Regions from separate parts of the Capra hircus genome. Here region 1 is linked to region 2. The links are chromatin contacts, called in public Hi-C maps. All regions are on one chromosome and are shown on one strand. The core of a region is the stretch at or near the end of the contact, and the rest is flanking DNA. Distances in the headings are between cores, read along the strand shown. Region 1 holds the start of PHLDA1 (pleckstrin homology-like domain family A member 1). Region 2 has its middle 43 kb from the start of KRR1.

Evidence for each region. Hi-C and Micro-C count contacts between places; a contact is called where the count stands out from the background.
Region 1: a contact with region 2 is called in a Hi-C map of blood, with 5 times the contacts expected there. The contact joins the promoter of PHLDA1 here to the enhancer-like site in region 2. A contact is called at or near these places in 4 of 5 Hi-C or Micro-C datasets (blood and liver).

What each region holds. Positions count from the first base shown.
Region 1 is chr5:5,360,558-5,364,372 of ARS1.2, forward strand. It overlaps PHLDA1 (pleckstrin homology-like domain family A member 1), which reads right to left and starts at 1,372. Exons shown (of 2, transcript XM_018047569.1): 1 at 142-1,372. The coding sequence starts at 1,346. The coding sequence ends at 168.
Region 2 is chr5:4,868,353-4,871,843 of ARS1.2, forward strand. No RefSeq gene overlaps it. Among named protein-coding and RNA genes, the nearest start is that of KRR1, 43 kb to the left of the region's middle. Within about 2 kb of position 1,434, at least 1 of the 5 cell types and tissues checked has an H3K27ac peak or open chromatin away from gene starts, as enhancers often do.

The DNA.
Region 1 (3,815 bases), core at 122-2,621, 490 kb after region 2:
CTGCCTGCAGCCTGTGCCCTTCTCTCCACCTCCCAGAAACCTAGGTTCATTGCTCCCTTGCCCACCCAAGAGCCGAACCCGTGAGCAGGCTTCCCGCTCTGACACCCCCAGAGCCGCTCCCCGGACCCGCGCCGACCTTACCGCGTTCGGGCCGGGTGCTGCCCTCTTCAGGCCGAGTTGGAGGTGCTGCGGAGGAGCCGGTGGCCGTGCGCCTGCGAGAGCGGCGGTGGGTGCGGGTGCGGTAGTGGGTGCGCGTGCGGATGCGGGTGCGGGTGCGGGTGCGAATGCGGGTACGGATGAAGCGGCTGCGGCTGCGGCTTCGGCTGAGCCTGGGGTTTGGGCTGGGGCTGCGGTTTGGGTTGTTGCTGCGGCTGGGCTTGGGACTGAGGCTGCGGCTGGGCTTGGCTTTGGGGCTGAAGCGGCTGCGGCTGCGGAGGCTGTTGCTGGACCAAGTGCTGTTGCTTCTGCCGCGTGGACTTGACCGCCAGGATGGCCTGGCGATTCTTGTACTGCACCATCTGCAACGTGATCTCGGCGTTCCAGCCCTGGTCCTGCGGGCACCGAAAGTCGATCTCCTTGCCCTCAGCCATCACCACGGTGAAGTACATGTACTTGCCCTTGCGCTCCACGCAGTCCACGGTCTTCATGTTGGAAAAGTGCAATTCCTTGAGCTTGACCGGCGGCTCGAGGCTGGCCACGGCGGGGCCTCCGGGTTGGGACGGTTCGACCGAACCCTGCCCGGGCTGCTGTTGCTGCTGCTGCTGGTGGTGGTGTTGCAGCTGTTTGGGCGGGATGAGCAGCAGCCCCTCCTCGGTGAGGATGCAGCACTTCTTCTTCCAGAGCTGCAGCAGCCCGTCGCTGCGCTTCTCCAACACGCCCTCCTTCAGCGCCTTGCAGCCGCTGCTCTCCAACATCCTCCCGGCATAGGGGGCGCCGCCGCTCGGCTCGGCCTCTCCGCTTCCAGCCGCCCGGGTCGGGGGCAGCAGCAGCAGCCGCGCGCCGTCCTCGCCCCAACGGCTCCCGCGGCCTCCGGGCCGGAGCGCGCAGAGGAGGCTAACGCGCAGAAAGCAGAGCGGCGGCGGCGGCGGCGGCGGCTCGGGGTCCGGGCAGCAGGGCAGCCGCGTCCTGATGCGCCACAAGGTCCCGGAGCTGCGAGCCGCCGGGGCTCTGCCGTCCTCTTGCGAGCGCTCACTGAAGGGCACTGGCCGGGCCCCCTCGCGGCGCTTTTGAATGGGCCATATCCCCCACCCCCGAGTGACACCCAGCGGAAAAGGCGGCTCCTGGCGCCCGCGCCGCGGGGGAAAGCCCAGCTCGGAGAGGCGCTCTGCCGCCGGCGCGCGCCTCATTCACTTGGGGCCTTTCCAAAGCCGGCCGGTCCACGCCCCCCGCGCCCCTCGCTCCGCCTCCCGCCGCCCACTCGCTTCCGCGCTCCTGCCCCAGGCTGGCGGCCGGGACGCGAGCCCCGGAAACTCGTCTCCTCCGCCCGGGGCCGCGGCCGAGGGCGCCCCGACTGCCGGGCGAAGAATGCCGACGCGCAGAGGGCGCCGAGAGGCCATCCCCAGCCGTCGCGCCTCTCCGCCCGGCGGGGCTCACCGCGGAGAGCCTCGGGTGGGCACGGGACTGCCCAAGTGGGCGCAGTTGCCAGACTGCCAGGCACGCCAGGCGGACCCTCTGCGCTCCGGAACTCGCCCTGAGGACTCGCGCTGGGTTCCGAAATCTCGCAGAGCCCGCTCCAGGCCTGGGCCAGCGAGGAACTGGGGCTGAGGTTCGCACACTGCGGAGTCCCGCGAACTGTGCCTCCCCCGGACCCCACGTAGACATCTTAGTGCGCAAAGGGCGAGAGGAAATGGTGTCTTTACACTCACATTCGCTTACGGCCACTACCCAGCTCTTCTTAGCGCGATTGTTAAGAGCAACCGTCTGTCCCTTTTGGAGTGGATAGAAGGGAACCCACTAGAAATGACATTTCGCCTTCCTTTTTTCGAGCCTGGAGCGCAAGCACTCCTTATCTTACGTGACACAAGCCCTTAGGCTTCCTCTTGACCCATCCGTACAGCCTGCAGTCTCTTACAAGAGTAACTGCAAATTGCGGTAACATCCGGTTCTGAGATTCCGCACTTTAACCTCCAAAGGGCAGGTTGGCCTCCGTGGACCCGTCTCTTCGCAAACGCCCAACAGGTCATATCTCTCCTAATCTCATTTATCTGTAACCCCGGGGAAGGTCATTCTGTGCTCGCCCCTAGGTCCCTCCTACTCCATTTAAGCAATTTCTATAGAAACTCTGGGAAACAAAGATTAAAGAGCATAAACCGAAACCAAACCTCTTAAGGAAATGTACTAGAGAATCCCAATTATATACCCACCCTGAAAAATATGAATTACACAAAAGAAAGAAATGAGGGGTGGACAAGTCGGAGTTGGCCAGGGTAACAGGAAAGGCTGCTACTTGTGCCCAAGAAGGAAGAAAGGAGAGCTGAGTTCATCTGTAGTGTCTGTCATCTCGCTGGAACAAAGAATTCAAGGGGGAAGAAGCGACACATGAGCTTGGAGAACCCCTCAAGAGTCAAATTCTTTGTGTCACGCTTAAGAAAATCGAGGTTCATCCCAAGGTAATCGAGAACAAAGGATAACTTTTAATCACGGGAGGGTCCCGAATCTTGATGAAAGGAACAATGTTTCAGCACAGAAAACAATTCCAGCGCAGTCCTGACACCCACTGAACTGCACTTAGCATCCTCAGGGCCTTCACACTGTTGATAGATGAGCAGTCTTGGTAGGAGAAAGGCGATTAAAATCATGTAAAGATCTCTAGTAAAACAATTCTGTGTAACAATGACAAACACTACACCTGGTATCTGTTTTCCCCCTGCCTTTGCAGGACAAGTGAGCATTCCAAAGAATTTCCACATGACCAGCTGTTCATCTTTTTAACAGAATGCCATTCTTCAGCTCCTTTAGAAAGGATGCTTCCAGTCTCTGAGGCAGGTGTAGTGGGGAAAGACATTTCATATGGAAAAATGATACAATACAAAATTGACTGGCTAAAAGTAAGACATCTTCTGGCAACCCAACCCATTTTCTTAAGAGGAACTGAATGTTTTGGTGTTATCTAACCTGCAGTTTATCAGGATGCATCAAATGCATTTTATCTCAATTACTTAAAAATGTCTAACCAAACAGCGTAATTTTCAAAAGCACTTCTTATATAACTAGAGACTTTAAAAATCAGAATTTTCAGCTGGCTATTTGATAGCTTGTGAACAGTCCGGAAGTCCAGTTTGCCTTCTCCAACCACCTGTGAGCGTGCTCTTAGTGGCTGCAGTCTTTGCAACCCCATGGACCAGGCTCCTGTCTATGGGATTCTCCAGGCAGAATTCTGGAGTGTTGCCGCTTCCTCCAGGGGATCGAACCTGCCTCTCCTGCACTGGCAGACATGTCCTTTACCACTGTGCCACTTGGGAAGCTCTCCAACCACAGTGCAAGTGATTATTGGAAATTTCAGTAATATAACACAGAAATCTTGATCAACTTCACCAGTCACCACCAACTCATAAAAACGGCCATATTACCATTTGTAAAGACAATTTATTTCACAGAAAATGAATAACAGGAAATAACTGTCCCCCTTCCTCTCCCCCTCAACTTCAAGTGTAGATAATGAAAACCTACAAATGTCACTTAAAAATTACTGGTTTAGAAAGCTAAGTAATCCATTGCTCTGGTAAACAAGTCTGAAACGGCTAAGTCAAAACGGATATTACAGTCAACTGCATCAAGTTGTCTATCAGCAGCATCTGACAGAGCTGGTCACCTTC
Region 2 (3,491 bases), core at 184-2,683:
TTTCTTACTTGTAGCCAAATGCATCCCTGTATAATACAAATAGAGTTTGACAATACAATGTGGAAATGACCTAAAAGGAGAAGCGCTAATTGTAGCTAAAGAACAATAACAACATTACCGCAACAGAAAGTCTTAGAGGGCAGGGGTGTGTGTTTTCACTTTATTCACTGTGGTGTCTCCAAAATTTAGAGTAGTGACTGGCATGTAGTAGGCATTCAATCAGTGCTTGCTGGCTGAGCTGTAGCATTTATGTTTGGGGAGTTGCCCCCTAAATTCTGTGTCCTTCCTTCACTTCCGCAAGATGTGTTTTCAGCTGCATGTCTTAATGGTTCTCTGAAACCTGACTCAACCACTAAGTGTCCTGGAGCAAAAGTTTCATGCAGCCTCAGAAGGAATCACAGCAATGAGTCAGAGGAGCCCTGTAAATTTGGGGAAATCTTGAAAGTGAAGTCGCTCAGTCATGTCCGACTCTTTGCGACCCCATGGACTGTAGCCTACCAGGCTCCTCCCTCCATGGAATTCTCCAGGCAAGAATACTGGAGTGGGTCTTACATTCACTTTATTATAATATCAGAAAGGTCAGAGGGTACTGGAAAGGGGGCCTGAACTCTCAGCTCTAAAGAGCCCTGTCACACGTCTCACCTGGGCTCACCTGCTGCCTGACTCTGTCTGCTTGAATCGCTCATTCCATCTTTCACACAGGATGGCATCAAATAAGAGGGCTGACCTCAAGCACCAAAATGTGGCCATACAATTTGCAGTTCATTGCCTCCTATCTACCTGTTATCATCAGGGAGATGTTGGAGGTTTGTGAGGCAGAAAAGTATTAGTTGAGGTTTTGGCTTTTATGCATCTGTTCAAAGGTATTTTTCCATCTTTCATATCCAATATTCCCCAAAGGACCAAAAAGATAAAATGACATTTGGGTGAATTTCCTTCTTAAATAATTAAACATAACTCACCATTCCTCCAGCCATGTGCAAGAGATATTTTAAAGGGAAATTCTTCCTCCTATCGATCTGCTCTAACAAGAACATCGTTTTGACTTTCAGCACTCAGTTTATCTGTGAGAAAATACCTGTGGCATGTACAGTTAATCATAAGCTGTCAAGGTGAGGATAACCACGCTGATGTAATCAACTGATTTAAAAATAACTAGGCATGAAATTCACTCTCCTATCAATAATTAAGTTGTCACCCTCTGGAAAAATATTATCAGAATCATTACTATGACTATTTTTCCTGTTTAAAGATTTCTAGGATTTCCCTGGTGGTTAAGAATCCACCTGTCAATGCATAAGGCATGGGTTCAGTCCCTGGTCTGCAAAGATCCCACGTGCCTCAGGGCAGCTAAGCGCATGAGCCGCAACTACTGAGCTTGCGCTCTGGGAGCTGCAACTTAAGCCCACGTGGAGCGACGACTGAAGCCCATGCGCCCCAGAGACTGCGATCCCCAGCAGGAGAAGCCCCCACAGTGACGAGCCCTGCATCACAACTGGTGAGCAGCCCCCGCTCGCCACGACTAGAGAAAGCCCGCACACAGCAACCGAGACCCTCACAGCCGAAAACAAGTTAAAAGAAAGATTTCTAAGAAAGATTCACTGTGATTCTTTAAAACTATACTTTGTTACTCTTTTTAACTTCTGAACTTCTGGAAGCCATACCAGATATATGACTTCAAGTGGATTTTGGTGTTTTACGAGTCCTGCCTGTAATGTCCAAGGAAAGAAATTATTCTCTGGAGAACAGCCTAAACTAGTCCAACAATTTGCCTGAGGAAAGCCTGAAGAAATAGGCTATTTTCGCTTTGTCTTTAAAAATAGAAATACATGAGGGTGTATGAGTTCAGTATCACTGAACATGTCACATCTCAGCCAAAAGACATGAGGTCCTAAGTTTTTTCACAAGAATTAATTCCATCAGGCATATCTTACTTTGTTGCTCTGGGCTTGACTGTTTCACAGATACAATATTTTGTTACAATTGAAGATTTGTGTCAACCCTGTATCAAGTAAGTCCCTTTTCCAGGGCACCTGCTCACTCTGTGTCACACTTTTTAAAATATTATTATTGAGACTATTTTTAAAGAACAGTTTAGGGTTGATAGAAAAATTAGGGGGAAGGTACAAATTTTTCATATATTCACTGCTCTATGTCACAGTTTGATAATTCTCAAAATATTTCAACCCCTTTACCTCACTGAAGGCTCAGATAATGGCTTACATTTTCTTTAGCAATAAAGTATTTTTCACTAAAGTATACACTTTTTAAAAAACATAATGCTATTGCATACTTAATACACTATGAAAGTGAAGTCACTCAGTCGTGTCCAACTCTTTGTCACCCCATGGACTGTAGCCTACCAGGCTCCTCCCTCCATGGGATTCTCCAGGCAAGAGAACTGGAGTGGGTTGCCATTTCCTTCGCCAGGGGATCTTCCTGACCCAGGAATCAAACCCGGGTCTCCTGCATTCCAGGCAGACGCTTTAACCTCTGAGCCACCAGGGAAACCCAATACACTATAGTACAGTGCAAACATAACTTTTGCAAGCACTAGAAAACCAGAAAATTCATGTGACTCACTTTATTGCACTATCGACTTTATTGCAATGGTCTGGAATCCAACCCACAATCTCTCTGAGGTAGGCCTGTTTTGGGAAGAATTTTTAGTTCTCCATTTCCTTCTCTCTTTGGAGCTCAGGAACTCTCATAAGTACGACAGCACGCGTTGCCATTTTTCCATAGCGCCAGACGGTTAGTTTTGAGAACCGGATCTGGACGTGGTTTGCCTCACTGAGTCCTTTCTTTTGTCTCCTGTCTGGGATTTTCACCACCTTGCACACCAGGCGGCATACCTGACTTTGGAGAATTCACACTGGATTTGCTTCTGCAAAGAAGTGATTGGATTCCTCTGTTGACTTTTGGACCCTGTTCTAACCTCAACCATCATCGCTCGTCTAGCCCAATGGACGTCTGAGCTGTGTTTATGAGGGAAAAAATGAGGAAGAGTCACTGACAGATCAGGGTCAGGAGGTAATGAGCCACTGGGATCAGGTGGTGGCCGCCTGAGCATTTTTCACAGGACACTGAGCAAGAATGAAGACTCAAGGGCATCTTGCAGAGAAGTGCAGAGCTGAGGACTAAATCCAGGGCGTGGCTACTCAGAAGCCTCAGGGGCCATCATTGTCTTGCAGAAAAACATTCCCAGCTGGGCAACTGGTCTGGTTTATGGAAGGATGAAGCTGTTTATGGTAGAGAAGTGCTGACAATTATTTTATACCCTTGAAAAGGGCATTAGACATAATCTACGAGGCAATGAGAAGTATGACTATTTCAGAGATTATCTCCCAAGCTTGGCTTCCCAGGAGTGCCCCCTTTCACAAGTCTGTGGTTTATGCCCCTGTGGATGTGGAGGTTGGAACACTATTCTGGGAACTGCCAGCAGCAACAGTCAGCTGGGTTGCGTTCATGCTCTTGAGTGTATGGAAGCA